Linked DNA regions of Mus musculus: region 2 is linked to region 1. A link is a contact called in public HiChIP or PLAC-seq data. All regions are on one chromosome and are shown on one strand. The core of a region is the stretch at or near the end of the contact, and the rest is flanking DNA. Distances in the headings are between cores, read along the strand shown. Region 1 holds the start of Egfem1 (EGF-like and EMI domain containing 1). Region 2 overlaps Egfem1 (EGF-like and EMI domain containing 1).

Region 1 (6,207 bases), core at 991-3,490:
AACAACCTGAAGTTATAAGAAGTAGATTTAGAAGGGCCAGAGGTTATCTTTTTACCTACATGTACACTGTATACACTCAGGACACATGGTTCACTAGATACTGCTGCCAAGTATTAGCAAGTAACTTTCTGGTGTTCTCACCTGCAGAGGACCCTGCTTGTTCTGGACCATTTAACTATTCATTAACATTGACCCAGAAGAGGAGAAATTAAAAAATTAAAGAGGGAAGATTAAGCAATTAGCTTGTTTCTTTTCTCTCTCTCTCCCCCCCTCTCTCTCTCTTTTACTTTCTTTCCTCCTTTCTTTTTCTTTCTTTCTTCCTTTCTTCCCTTCTTCCTTTCTTTCTTTCTTTCTTTCTTTCTTTCTTTCTTTCTTTCTTTCTTTCTTTCTTTCTTTCTTTCTTTCTTTTCTTTCAGGTAAGACTAGCAAGAGATTCAGATACCTTAGAAGAATGAAGAGTGAAATTTCAGCTATCAGTGTGGTGCAGTAATCTATACCAAGAACTAATCAGAAAGTCACATGGCAGCCTGGAGCAAACACTAGCATGGTCACTGAGGGTGGACTTCAGGTCCCCAGGGCCTGTTGAATACAGAACTACACCTAAGAAAGAAAATAAGAATGTATCCTTCTTTTCTAATTGTGGCAGGGGACATAAATATTTCTTTTGTGCAATCAATTCTAAATTGATCTTTTTGTAATATATGCCAAAAGATAACTAGTTGTACATTTAGTTAATGTCGAATAAAAAAGACATATGTGTATACATACACTTTTAACTTAAATAAAAAGAAATGAGCATACAGCAAAAGCCAAGTCTAAGGTAAATAGAAGATTCTGAAGGTACTCCAGCTCAAAATTGACCAGTGCAGGTCAGGGCTCTAAAGCAGAGGGCCTTGATGCTCTCTCTCTCTCTCTCTCTCTCTCTCTCTCTCTCTCTCTCTCTCTCCCCCCTTTTCAAAGAAACCTCCACAGCATCCTTCCAGTTCTTCCAGAAAAGCTGAAAGAAAGGAAAGGAACACTGATTTGAAACTAAGGGGTAGATGATTAATTCAACCATGGGGGGCAAGAGAGAACCTAAAACATATTTTGAGAACTATTCTTTTAGGGCTCCTAGGAGTGAGGCAATCAGATAGTACCACTTTAAGTATTTGACAAGGAACAAGTCACTGGAGGGAGAGACACTTTTCCTAAGTTTAGCAATAAAAGCAAAAGTTTGTCTCCCAGAAGATTGCTGCACATTTTGCTGGGCTAAACCGAAAATGATGGCTTCCGAGCCTAGGCTGTCCTTGTTGGAGGGCATGACGCGCCATAGATTTTTATTTTCACGAAACACACTCCCAGAGGCTTGTGGCCTTCCAGACAGCAGCTGGCGCCAGGCAAAGGCATAGCCTCCGGCCTGAGAAGCTACTGGCTATGGCTCTGCTCTGCTCTTGGCTGCGCATCTTTGGCAGCACTGGCCAGCACCACAGCCGAAGCTTCTGGATTCGAGCAGACGCTGTCCCCTTCTGGAAGGGCCTTGGGGGGCTAGCAACTGGAGGTTGCTCTGCGGATTTTAGGCATGGGACCTGGTTTGAAGGAAAGGAGGGTCTAGGTTTGGAGAAGAGCTGGCGCCTCTTAAAACTCTTGGTGCCTAAAATGAGTGAAATGGTGGCCAAATACAGCGGAGGGCGATTATCTCGCTTTTCAATATCCAGGACTTCTGGATGCGCCAGCGATGTGTGCAGCAACTGTCGATTTGGCAGCAAACTGGACTCGGTCAATTGCAGTTCCTTTCTCACTTCAAGCTTACCTCCCTCAGAGCGGTGCTCCGACTGTCTTCACAGCCTCCAGGTGGGAGGGAGCTGAGCGAGAAAGAATCAAAAGTCAGCTTGCTTTTGCTCTCTGCTGGTGGCAGATGCGCAGCTGGTTGGTTTTAAGCAGGTTGGTGTTGGAGGAGGAAAGCATCTTTGCTAGCTTGGGGCGGAGGATGCTCAAAGGGTTTGGAGGAAGAGGTTGGGAGTAGAGTTGTATGGATTATTGGTGGAAGAACATGATGTAGCATGCTAGATGCTTCCCCAGCCACCGCCCGGAGCCCCTTGGAGAAGAGGAGGTGAAGAGGGCGTGGGGGTGGGGGCCGCCTGACAGCCCAAGGAGCGCGTGGTGGCCAAGGGGGCTGTCTCTTTAAGCGCTCCGGAGGGGCTGGGGCCAGAGGGCGGCGAGCGCGTTGCCATGGTACCGGGACTGCGGGGGGGGGGGGGGGGGGGCTGCAGGACCGCTGGTCTCACTGGTCTCCAGTCGCCGCCGGCAGTGCAGGGCTGTGCAGCTCTTGGGCTACAGTGCCCGGGGTTGGTTTGGCCGGCCACTGCTAGCACGGGCGCTGTTGCGGGTGTCGTCTGCTGGGGTCGAGCTGCTGCGGTGCCCTCCGCAGCAAGACGCACGTCGCGGTCCTCGAGAGCGAGCCCGGCACTAGCAACTTCTGCTTGGCGAGCCTAACTTCTGAGCGGGCTTCGGACTTGAGGATCCCAAGCTGCGCACCGCGCGCAGTTGGGGCGGTGGCCCCACCGGCTCACCATCACCGAGATGACCTCCCCACTGTGCTTCTGGTGTTTCTGCGTCTGGGCCGCTGCCAACTGGCCGCCAGGAAGCGCCCTACAGCTCCAGCCCGGCATGTAAGTGGCGCTCGCCAGCTCCGGAACGCGCGGGGACAGCGGCTTCGGTCCGTGCGCCCCCGCCCTATCCGAGCAAAACGGTGGCAGAGGCAGAGACTAGGTCTCTCTGGGAAGCTGTGGAGGGATTGGGGTTCTACCAGGCACTAGACACAAGAACTTGGGGATGTCATTGACCGGTTTGGGGAGGGAACGTAATCACACATACTAGACCTCAGGAGCGCCACCGCCCAGCAGAACTACTGCCAATGGTCCAGTGCTTTCAACCTGATTTTTTTTTTCAAAGAACCTGACAGACATCACTCCCCCTTCTCGCCCCGGAGTTTGAGTGTTTGTATGCGCCTGTATGTGTTTCACTTAATTTCATGTTTGGGGCGTAACTGGCCACATTCTACAAGGCGTTTGCCTGAAATCTTGTCGAATGGGGAAAATCTTGACATTTAGTGTGTGTGTGTGTGTGTGTGTGTGTGTGTGTGTGTGTAGAATCCAGTGTGGTTTTTTGTGAGGTATGATGAAGAATGGATTATTTCACAGGTCTGACGAGAGAGGCAAGGAGCCAGCAAAAGCACGTGTCAGCAGCTTAGGTTAGTTGGAGAGTTAGGAGGAAGGGGTACAAGGAGGATTCCTTCTGCATTAGAAATGGGTATGGCTGGGAAATGTCTAGTTTCTGTCCCCTGTGGCGCGCTGGGAGAAGTTCCTGGAAAGTCTAATAGCCCGGTCTCCTTCACTGGCTGGAGAAGTTTTTGCCAGATCTTGCTTTACACCAGGATCTCCAGCTTTTAACAGTCTGGCGGGGAAGCTCAAATTCTGCTTTTCCTGACATGCTCTTGGGCAGTTATGAGCACACAGCAAAGCCTTTTTGAACATCTTATCCTCTTCTTCACTTTTCTGAAATACAAATATTATGCAATAGAAAAGTGGTTTAGAGAAATAACCTAAAGCTTCGCTTTTTCATGTAAAAAAATAAATACTGTTTGGGGTCCACTTTACATCTCAATATTTTACCCTTTGTGAAATTCAGTTTGCTACCTGGTCACTGCACAAGCCATTAACTATGAACAGGGCCAGAGTGTCATTGAATCTCACAACTTCATGACTACACAGATGCTAGATGTGGATACCTTTGCCATTTAAGGAGTTCTTGGTTTCCCTGGAATTGATAAGATTTGCATTGCTTACCTTGAAGAGGTGAGTTTAGACTCTTCAGTTTATCTCAGAAGCATCACTCTGAGTAACCTCTGCCTGTCGAAAGCAGACATCTTATACATTGGTTTAGAGCAAACTTGTGTTAGCTCTGTTAATGTGGTCCCCACTTGCCTTGCTTGCTAGGTAGTCTCAGTCACCCATGCAAGATGAACAATCCCAGCAGGGAGACACACTCCACTCCACTCTTATGAGAGAGTGTTTATCTTCTTTCAGTGTTGATTTGACCTGGAAGGATGATATTTCTGTGTGTGTGTGTGTGTGTGTGTGTGTGTGTGTGTGTGTATGTGTGTGTGTGTGTGTGTGTGTTGTTTAATAACTGTAGCTCATTTATATATCAGGTGAGATGAAGTCAGATACTAAACCAAATATAAATTCTTCAAACATGTAATTGAAATGTGTTTACAAATGAATTGCTGAAGTCACTCTGATGACTTTTAATACTTTCTGGTAGGGGAAATTCGGTCATATTTCTATTCAGTCCTCTCTGGTGCTAGAGTTTGCTTATTAGCAACCACTGTAGGTTCTATTGCCAGGTTTCTTTGTAATTCTTGGCATGTGGAATACAGCTGTACAGAGCACTGGGCCCTGGCACTGCACCTGCCTATTTGGTAAGTGTGAGAGAATTCTTCCTGAGATTATTATTGACCTCTGAGGTCTATGACCAGAGAAAGCAGGCTTCAGATGAGGTAATGACCCTTAATGAAAGCGGGCCATCCTTCTGGCTCACACTTATAGGTCATCAACACAGGAAAGAGTTGTATGTAGCTTGTCTTAGAGGACGAAGGGGCAACTGACTAGTAGTCAGATTTATATATGCCTTACATTTATGACTGCTTTTCTTAGACAGCAAACTCATTTAAAACTTTATTAGTGTGACAAGTTATGTGTGCCATGGGTTTTCCAGTTCTCATAATGATCGCTCCATCTGAGGATTTTGTTTGGACACATTCTGAAGCCTTTGGATGACTAATGTGAGGCTAGTTCAAAGAATCAGCCGGATGCTGAAGTGCTCTTGCGTGAGTGGACATCACAAACCACAGCCCCTTGGATTCTTATTTAGACAACAGATGACTTCAGGGTACTCGTTTAAACCTGAATTTGCATTTACCAGTCCTGAGAGCCAAGCAGTGCTCTCTCTCATGCTCAAAAATTAGGAAGAGGCATAGCCAGAACTGAACACAGATAGTTTGGGCTTCTTGCTTTATTTCCTTTCCTCCTCCTCTCCTCCTCCTCCTTTCCCTCCTCCTCTCCCTCCTCCTCCTCTTTCTCTTCCCCTTTCTCCCCATCTTCTTTCTTTTCTTTCTCTTCCTCTTTCTCTTCCTCCTCCCCCTCCTTCCCCTTCGCTTTCCCCTCCTCCTCCTCTTTCTTGTTTTTGACAAGGGGTTTATGCAGTCCTTGCTAGACCTGATCTCGCCTACTCTGTAAGTGAATGTGTCCTTGAACTCCTGATCCTTCTGCCTTCACCTTGCAACTACTGAGTTTACAAGTAAGCCTGGACTGCCACATCTAGTTCCAGGACATCCAGGCATAGACTGTATTGATGGAAATTGCTTTAATTTTTCCACATCTTCTCATTGAGATCAAAGCTGATATTTTCAACTTAGGGGAGGTTAAGGCACTTTGGGAAGCTCTTCTGGGTTGCAAGCACTCTAGGCTCTATAGACAGTCTGTGCACCATTTGAGTTCTAATTGCCTCACAATGCATGGGGTAGTCCTTACCAGGGAGTTCTGATTTTTCTCTACCCACTGAAGACTATTCATGAGAAACTCCCAGCAGCTACTTGGACATGGCCTTATGACATGTTTGTTTATTCGATAGGCTATATCATGCCATATCCTTGAATCATCACTAATCCTCCTGCCTCAGCTGTGTGAGTGCTAGAATTAGAAGTGTGAGCCTCTTGGTTATGACATTTTGATAAGGGGATATTGATAAGTTTACTTATGTTAATGGTTCTCTGTATATTTTTCCCCACAGGACTAAATAGGAGAAGTAAATAAACTTTACCCAAATCTTTGCAGCAGCAAAGGACAATGACCAGCTGTTATACAATGTATTACAATTTAGCCTTTGTGATGTACAATTGTGAACACTTGCAAGGTCAAGTGTGTGACCCAGAAGTCTCCTGCACTGTATGGGATATCTCACATCCAGCCTCTAACATGGGCATCTCACACAAGCAGTTCTGACATAGAATTTAAAATATGGAATGTAGACGTTGCATCCACCTATGTTAGAGGCTCTGCTGTGCAGTGAGAAAAGCCTACATACAGAGGGAAGAAAGAAGAGCTTGCTTAGCTCACAGTGTTTGAGTTTTCAGTCCATGATTGGCTTGTTTTGCCATTTCTGGACTGT
Region 2 (6,162 bases), core at 3,150-5,649, 610 kb after region 1:
GACTGGCTACTTCCCAGCTGTGCTCCTCACTTTCTGTTTGTGTCTTCTCAGGTAATTTCTGCTCTGCCAGCCTGTCTTCCGGCTCCATTTTGCTCAGGCATGCGCTCCTGGTCCATCTTATCTAATGGAGAGCTACTGTTCCTTTGTCTTCTTCCTCGTTTACTTTCTCTCCTTTTCTTTTTCCCTCTTGGTCCCTACGTGTGACCCCTAGCCAGGTAACTGAAAACCCAACTACCTCTATTCTCTCCAGTAATTGTAGTAACCTCAATTCAGCCAATAATTTTAAATTGGGGAGCAAGGTTTGCACAACAAAAGCTGGTATACATGGGAATTCACTTATCTTTGGGCAACCAGATCCTCTGGTACAGAGTTTAGCACTTGAATGCATAGCAGCATCAGACCAACCCTGAACAATAGGGTTTTGGTTTTTGTTTTGCTTTGTTTTAGAAAGGTTCTCACTCTAGGCCTAACTGGCCTACAATTCATTACACAATCCAGGTTGGCTTCAAACATACAAAAATCTATTTTTGATAATGAACTCAAGTCCTCATGTTTGTACCATAAGCATTTTACTAGATGAGTTAGTGACTGAAACCTGGATTTTCTTAAGCTTCATATGTATATTAATATATATTCATATGTATATTAATATATATTCATATGTATATTAATATATATTATAAATTTAAAATATATATCATATGATATATTTGATATATTATATATTTAATAATTAAAAGCCAGGGATAGTAGATGACTACAAAGAGTCTTCCAGACACAAGGCAGCAGTGCATATTAACTCAGTAAATGAGACAGCTTGTCCAAGACTTGCACAAGATCAAGCCACAAATAATCTCAGCATGGAAAAAGAATGTGGGTCTGAAATCCTGTCCCCAGGGAGGAAATATTACAAATTGACAACTGCTAGGAGAATCATGCTTATAAAGGTTCTGGACTCTAGTAGTTCTACTAAGGTTCAGTTGTAGATGCCACATCCAAGAATGCATGAGCATCACAAATTGGACTTGATCTTTTTAAAAGAAAGGAAAAAAAAAGAACCTACAAAATTGGGTGTGTGGAATAGAAGGGTAGATTTGTGAAGAGTTGCAAGAGAGGATGTGAATACAAACAACACACATTGTAGGAAATTCTCAAAGGACTATTAAAAAGGTTTAATTTTTATTTTTATCCATGTATGCAATGTATATTGATCATATCTATCCAGCACTAAAATCTCACTGCAACTCGCACAGGATATCCCACCTCCCTCCCTCCCTCCCTCCCTCCCTCCCTCCCTCCCTCCCAACTTCATGTCTTCCAATGCATTCATTCTGTGTCACCTATATATACATGAGCATGTGGTCATCAGCTGAGGGTTGGCCAGCTCCCCAAAGGAGAGTTACTGTCTCTCCCTCAACTAAACCATGCACTGCCTATATCTCCTCAGATAGGGGTGGGCACTCAGGATTCACATTTTATAAAGGAAAGTTGTAACAGTTTCTGCCTGTGAGTTAATCTTTACTTTGCTTCCATCCCTGCAGGATGCCTGAAAGGGTTCTTTGGGAAGAACTGCAAAAGAAAATGTCATTGTGCTAACAATGTTCATTGCCACAGGGTATATGGTGCCTGCATGTGTGACCTAGGGCGCTATGGAAGATTCTGCCACCTAAGTAAGTAGCAGCTGTGATTGTTCCCTTTGTGAAGCGCAGTGGCTTAGAATAGTGTGGGGACAGTTCAGTCAAAGGTTGAAAGGAAAAAAAAAACTTAGTTTATCTACTCAACTATACAAATATTTAATTCTATTCTTTGAGCTCTTTAAATTACAAAATCTGTATTTTGATGATTAAAACTACTTAACTACTTCCACATTTTAAATGTTTTTTATTTCATATTTTATATGTTTAGGTATCAAGCATAAATTGTTAAAGATTGTTTCAGTAAACACCTGACACTTTATAGGGGCTAAGTGCGAGGAGCCTGGACCATGTCTCTTTGTCTAGTACAAAACACTATTACCCTTAAAATTCAGCATAGCCCTTCTGCTTGCATTCTGAACATGCGTGTAAGAAGACATGATTATCCAAAATATCTGAGTTTGTAAGTTCAGCTCTAGTTTTCACAATTTTTTCCTGGTGTAACACTGAAAGACCTTCCTCCAACTTTGAAGCTAAGATCTGTGAACTTGAAATAACCCTTCCTGCTCCTGCCCTGTTGTCTTCCCTCATCTTGTTACAGAGGGACTGGGTCCTCTGAAGCTTTCTCCTAGTGAACATTGGTATCTTGGGGCTGATTAGCCTGCTATGAAAGAATATCATAAAGTGGATAGGTTATAAAAATAAATGTATTTAATTCTAGAACCTGGGGGTTCTACAGAACTTCTCAAGTATAATGCCTTAGGATAGTGGTTCCTAGATATTTCCAGTCACTGCATCCACCTCTTAGGGGGACAAGCAAATCTATTCTAAATCTTCCTTACTAAAGCACCAATATCACACATAAAAAACACTACATCCTGATCTAATAATGTTATTAAATTCCCACCTTCAAATAGTGTTGTCTAAAGAGATTAAGAGTTCATGATAACTACTTGATGAAGATATTATCATTCCTACTGCTGTTATCAAGGTACATGACCTCCTATAGTTTATAGTTTATCCTTAGTTGAATGCTCATAGGACTTGCATATGTAAAAAAAAGCAATGTCTCTGGAAATAAACATACTAAATTATGACCACACCAATAAGAGACTAAGTTAATTCCTCATAGTAAACTGAGTGTAGATTATGAGAAAAGATTGGGTGTAGCTAAATAAAGAAGAGAAAGAAGAGAGCCACCAAAAGCTACATAGTAGAGGTACAGATGGTATGTTCTAGAATATCATGCCTAGAGAGGAAAACTAGCCTAGAAACAAAGATAGTATCATTTTTGTTGTTGGCCCTGAAACGTATCAAGATATATTCAATGTGAAGTAATAACTTTTGAATATTTCATATGACAATATCAGATGTTTGAGCACAAAAATTAAGTCAGTACAACTGGTCAAAGAGTTTGGGAGGCTCATTATTCAGCAACAAAATTGACACTCTAATATCTGAATTCCAGGCTCACATATTTAAATTCACCCCCCAGCTGTGAAGAGTAAAGACTTGGAAGAAAACCACCAAACATGTTTGTTGTTTGTGGTGTTGGTAGTAACGCTACTGCTGGAGGTTGTAACTGGGTACTGCTGATCGTGGTGATGATGGTGGTGATGTCTGTTAATATCTTGAATGTTACCCTCTTTATGAAGAGTATGCACACCCTAGTTCTTCTAGATTTACTCATGGATGTCATTTGACTAGACCTGAGGACCTCAAGTCCTATAATTAATCATTATTTTTTCTAGCCACACAAAGTACTGAAAACTGAGTGCCTTATAATAGAAATCCAATGCCTGACAGTTCAGTAAGCATAGAGTTCAGTTTCAAGGTGTCAATCATTTTCTTCTCCTCTAATGATGTTAGACTTGTCCCAGGACTATTGTCTCCTTCTGTGGCATTGTAGTGTCCATCATTGGTGCTTTCACCACAACCAGCACTCTGGACAAATCTGTCAGTTTGTAAGTTCGTTATGTGGATTAGGTTAGAAATGCATCTATCTCAAAACAACCTCATCTTAACAAATTATATCCATGATGTATACAGGAAGGAAGTCCTGAGAATTAGGACTTCAAAATATAGAGTGTTGGGTGTTTTATCTCGATGCCTAACAAGCCCTGAGCAGATATTGAATTACCTACAGAGATTCTTTCTACTCTTTTTCTTTAAACCAGTTTCTAAGCAAGTATTCTAAAACAAAAAGACAAGTCTAGAACAAGACAGATCACAGACTTGGGAAGTCTGATGCTGTTCATAGAACTTGAAGGTCATAAAAAGATCACTTGTTATCAGCTGGAACAGATTTTGAAGAGTCCACAGGACCCTGTTGATTGTCTGTTCGGCTTTAAAGATTATTCTCACTGTCCCTGGTAACCAGAACTGGGATTTGTTTCGAGCCATTACAATCACCACATTGAATGGACTCTACTATGTCACTTTCCATCTCCAGGGGAGCCCCACCACTCATTTCATTTTCTGCAGACAACATTACAGGGCAAAGCCTATCAGAATACACCAAATGATTACTATAAGCCCAGGTGCATCTTAAAGCACACTTCATTTAAGAAGACTCTTGAATATTGATAATGGGGAAACAAAGTAATTGTCAGCGATATGTTTTGGAAAGGGAATTGAGCTGTTTCAAGAATTAAGAAGAAAGGTTTTGAAGGAGGAAGCAAGGGAGCATATGAAGTGTGGTATACTCTCCTAGACACAAGGGCAGGCTGTTTACAAGTTAGAATTTCAGTCCTCATTGCATCATCTCTAAAACTCAATGGCCTGGGGAGGATAAAGAAGGCAGGGCAAGCAGCTCTTGCCACAGAAGTGGGTAAGATAATATCGCTGTCACAATGGAAGCTTTGTGTAATCTGTGCGATGTAAAATTATTTCCGATTACCATATAATGAGGGGGAGTAAGGACAATGGCCAACCTTCACATAAGTGCTTGTCCATCATCTCCAGGCTGCAGTGGGATGATGAGGGGATCTGGCAGCCAAAGCAGTCCTTGGAGAATATTAAGTCCAGGCAGCAATAAGCACTTTTGAGAGGCAGTCGCTCTCCCAGCATCAGTGCAGCTTTTTAAGTAATTCAGGCTTCGCTGTTCATGTCCAGTTGCCAAAAAGCAAATGAATTGCCTGATTTGAAAGACATTTGTTCCCTCATTTTTTTTGGCAGTCATGATGATCCCCTTATTCTCTTTATAACCAGGCTGCAAAGAATGTCATGCCTATGCACTAACAATTTCAAATAAACAAAGCATGGTTTTCAGGTGACCGGTTTGCTTCAATCTGCTTGCAGGCTGTCCCAGGGGAGCCTATGGAGCTAGCTGTTCTTTGGAATGTCAGTGTGTGGAAGAGAACACCCTGGAATGCAGTGCCAAAAATGGTAGTTGCACCTGCAAATCTGGTTACCAAGGCAACAGATGCCAGGAAGGTACAATCCGATGATGGATTTTTATGTTTCTTGAATAAAAATCATCAGCCTTTGTTCAGCACTATTTGGTCATTAATTAGTTAGTCCACACCAGTGGATGATGGGGAGGCTTTATTGATCTCCTGTTGGAGGTGAGGAAACCGAGGCATGAGTGCAATACAATTATTTAACCTTGTCTTCTTGGCCTCTGCTCTCAGAATTGCCCTTGCCAGCCTGAGCAGAGGAAGAAGATGGCACATCTTTAAATTATATCTGGAAACAATTACAGCTCAATAACATTGACTCATCAATCAAAGACACGCTCTCCTCCAGCATGAAGGACATTCCTTTTTCTGTCTAAAACTCAATCATCCAAACAAATTTATTTATGGTTTCTTAATACCAAGAACTTAAGGATGGATACCCGTACTGTCACTTTTCAAGTACCTAGATATCACGTAATTTTAGATAAATCTCCAAGCAGAAAACTATGGTCCCAGTAGTAAGAAACACGTAGAGATACATGTGCAGCTGTGTGTGGAATTTGGGGAAATGGTATTTCAACCTGTCAGCAAGCCATCCCTGGCTTGTAAAGCCCTTGAGTACTTGTTTATGGTTTTGGTGTCTTGTTACCATGTCACTGACTTCTTTTGATGCCATTTCTTAAGAAGGCAGTGAGCAGCTTTCCTGGAGTTCCTTTTGTTGACTATAGCATGCCTTGTCTTCTAATCTAGCACATTCACCCATTACTGTGTGTTACTATCGACTGCCTGTTCTCTTGCTTGAATCCAAGGCCCATGTAGGCAGTATATTTGTTTGTTTCTTCCTGTATTTCCTCACTCATGCAATAAAGACAGTCATCAGTAAATCTCTTCTTAAATCAATAAACGTGTGGGGGTTCATTTTTACTGTTTACATACTTTTCATGAAGTACTTGGTATTCTTATTCAGGAAAAAAATTGTCATAGTCTTTTTTGCTCTTTAGTGAAAACAATGCACACATATAACAAATAAAAGAATCAGAACCAGTGATAATCTGTGACATCATTTGAAACCAGAAGAAGATATGGGGCTTAGACAGAAGACACCTCAGTGTTGAGTCCACTCACAGAAG

Evidence for each region. HiChIP or PLAC-seq counts read pairs in DNA pulled down with a chosen protein or histone mark.
Region 2: a contact with region 1 is called in an H3K4me3 HiChIP or PLAC-seq map of embryonic forebrain, with 5 times the contacts expected there. The contact joins the enhancer-like site here to the promoter of Egfem1 in region 1. A contact is called at or near these places in 9 of 39 promoter capture datasets (the 3T3-L1 cell line, the C10 cell line, the HPC-7 cell line and 6 more) and 2 of 115 datasets of contacts at active chromatin or transcription factors (SST interneurons and embryonic forebrain).

What each region holds. Positions count from the first base shown.
Region 1 is chr3:29,080,291-29,086,497 of GRCm38.p6, forward strand. It overlaps Egfem1 (EGF-like and EMI domain containing 1), which reads left to right and starts at 2,241. Exons shown (of 15, transcript NM_029412.2): 1 at 2,241-2,648. The coding sequence starts at 2,560.
Region 2 is chr3:29,685,127-29,691,288 of GRCm38.p6, forward strand. It overlaps Egfem1 (EGF-like and EMI domain containing 1), which reads left to right. Exons shown (of 15, transcript NM_029412.2): 13 at 1,542-1,670; 14 at 4,935-5,069; 15 at 5,267-5,930. The coding sequence ends at 5,286. All of the region lies in intron 3 of Gm42197 (a long non-coding RNA gene), which reads right to left. Among named protein-coding and RNA genes, the nearest start is that of Gm42197, 7.9 kb to the right of the region's middle. Within about 2 kb of position 4,400, at least 19 of the 459 cell types and tissues checked have an H3K27ac peak or open chromatin away from gene starts, as enhancers often do. A contact at or near this core is called in SST interneurons and embryonic forebrain, where this site is marked.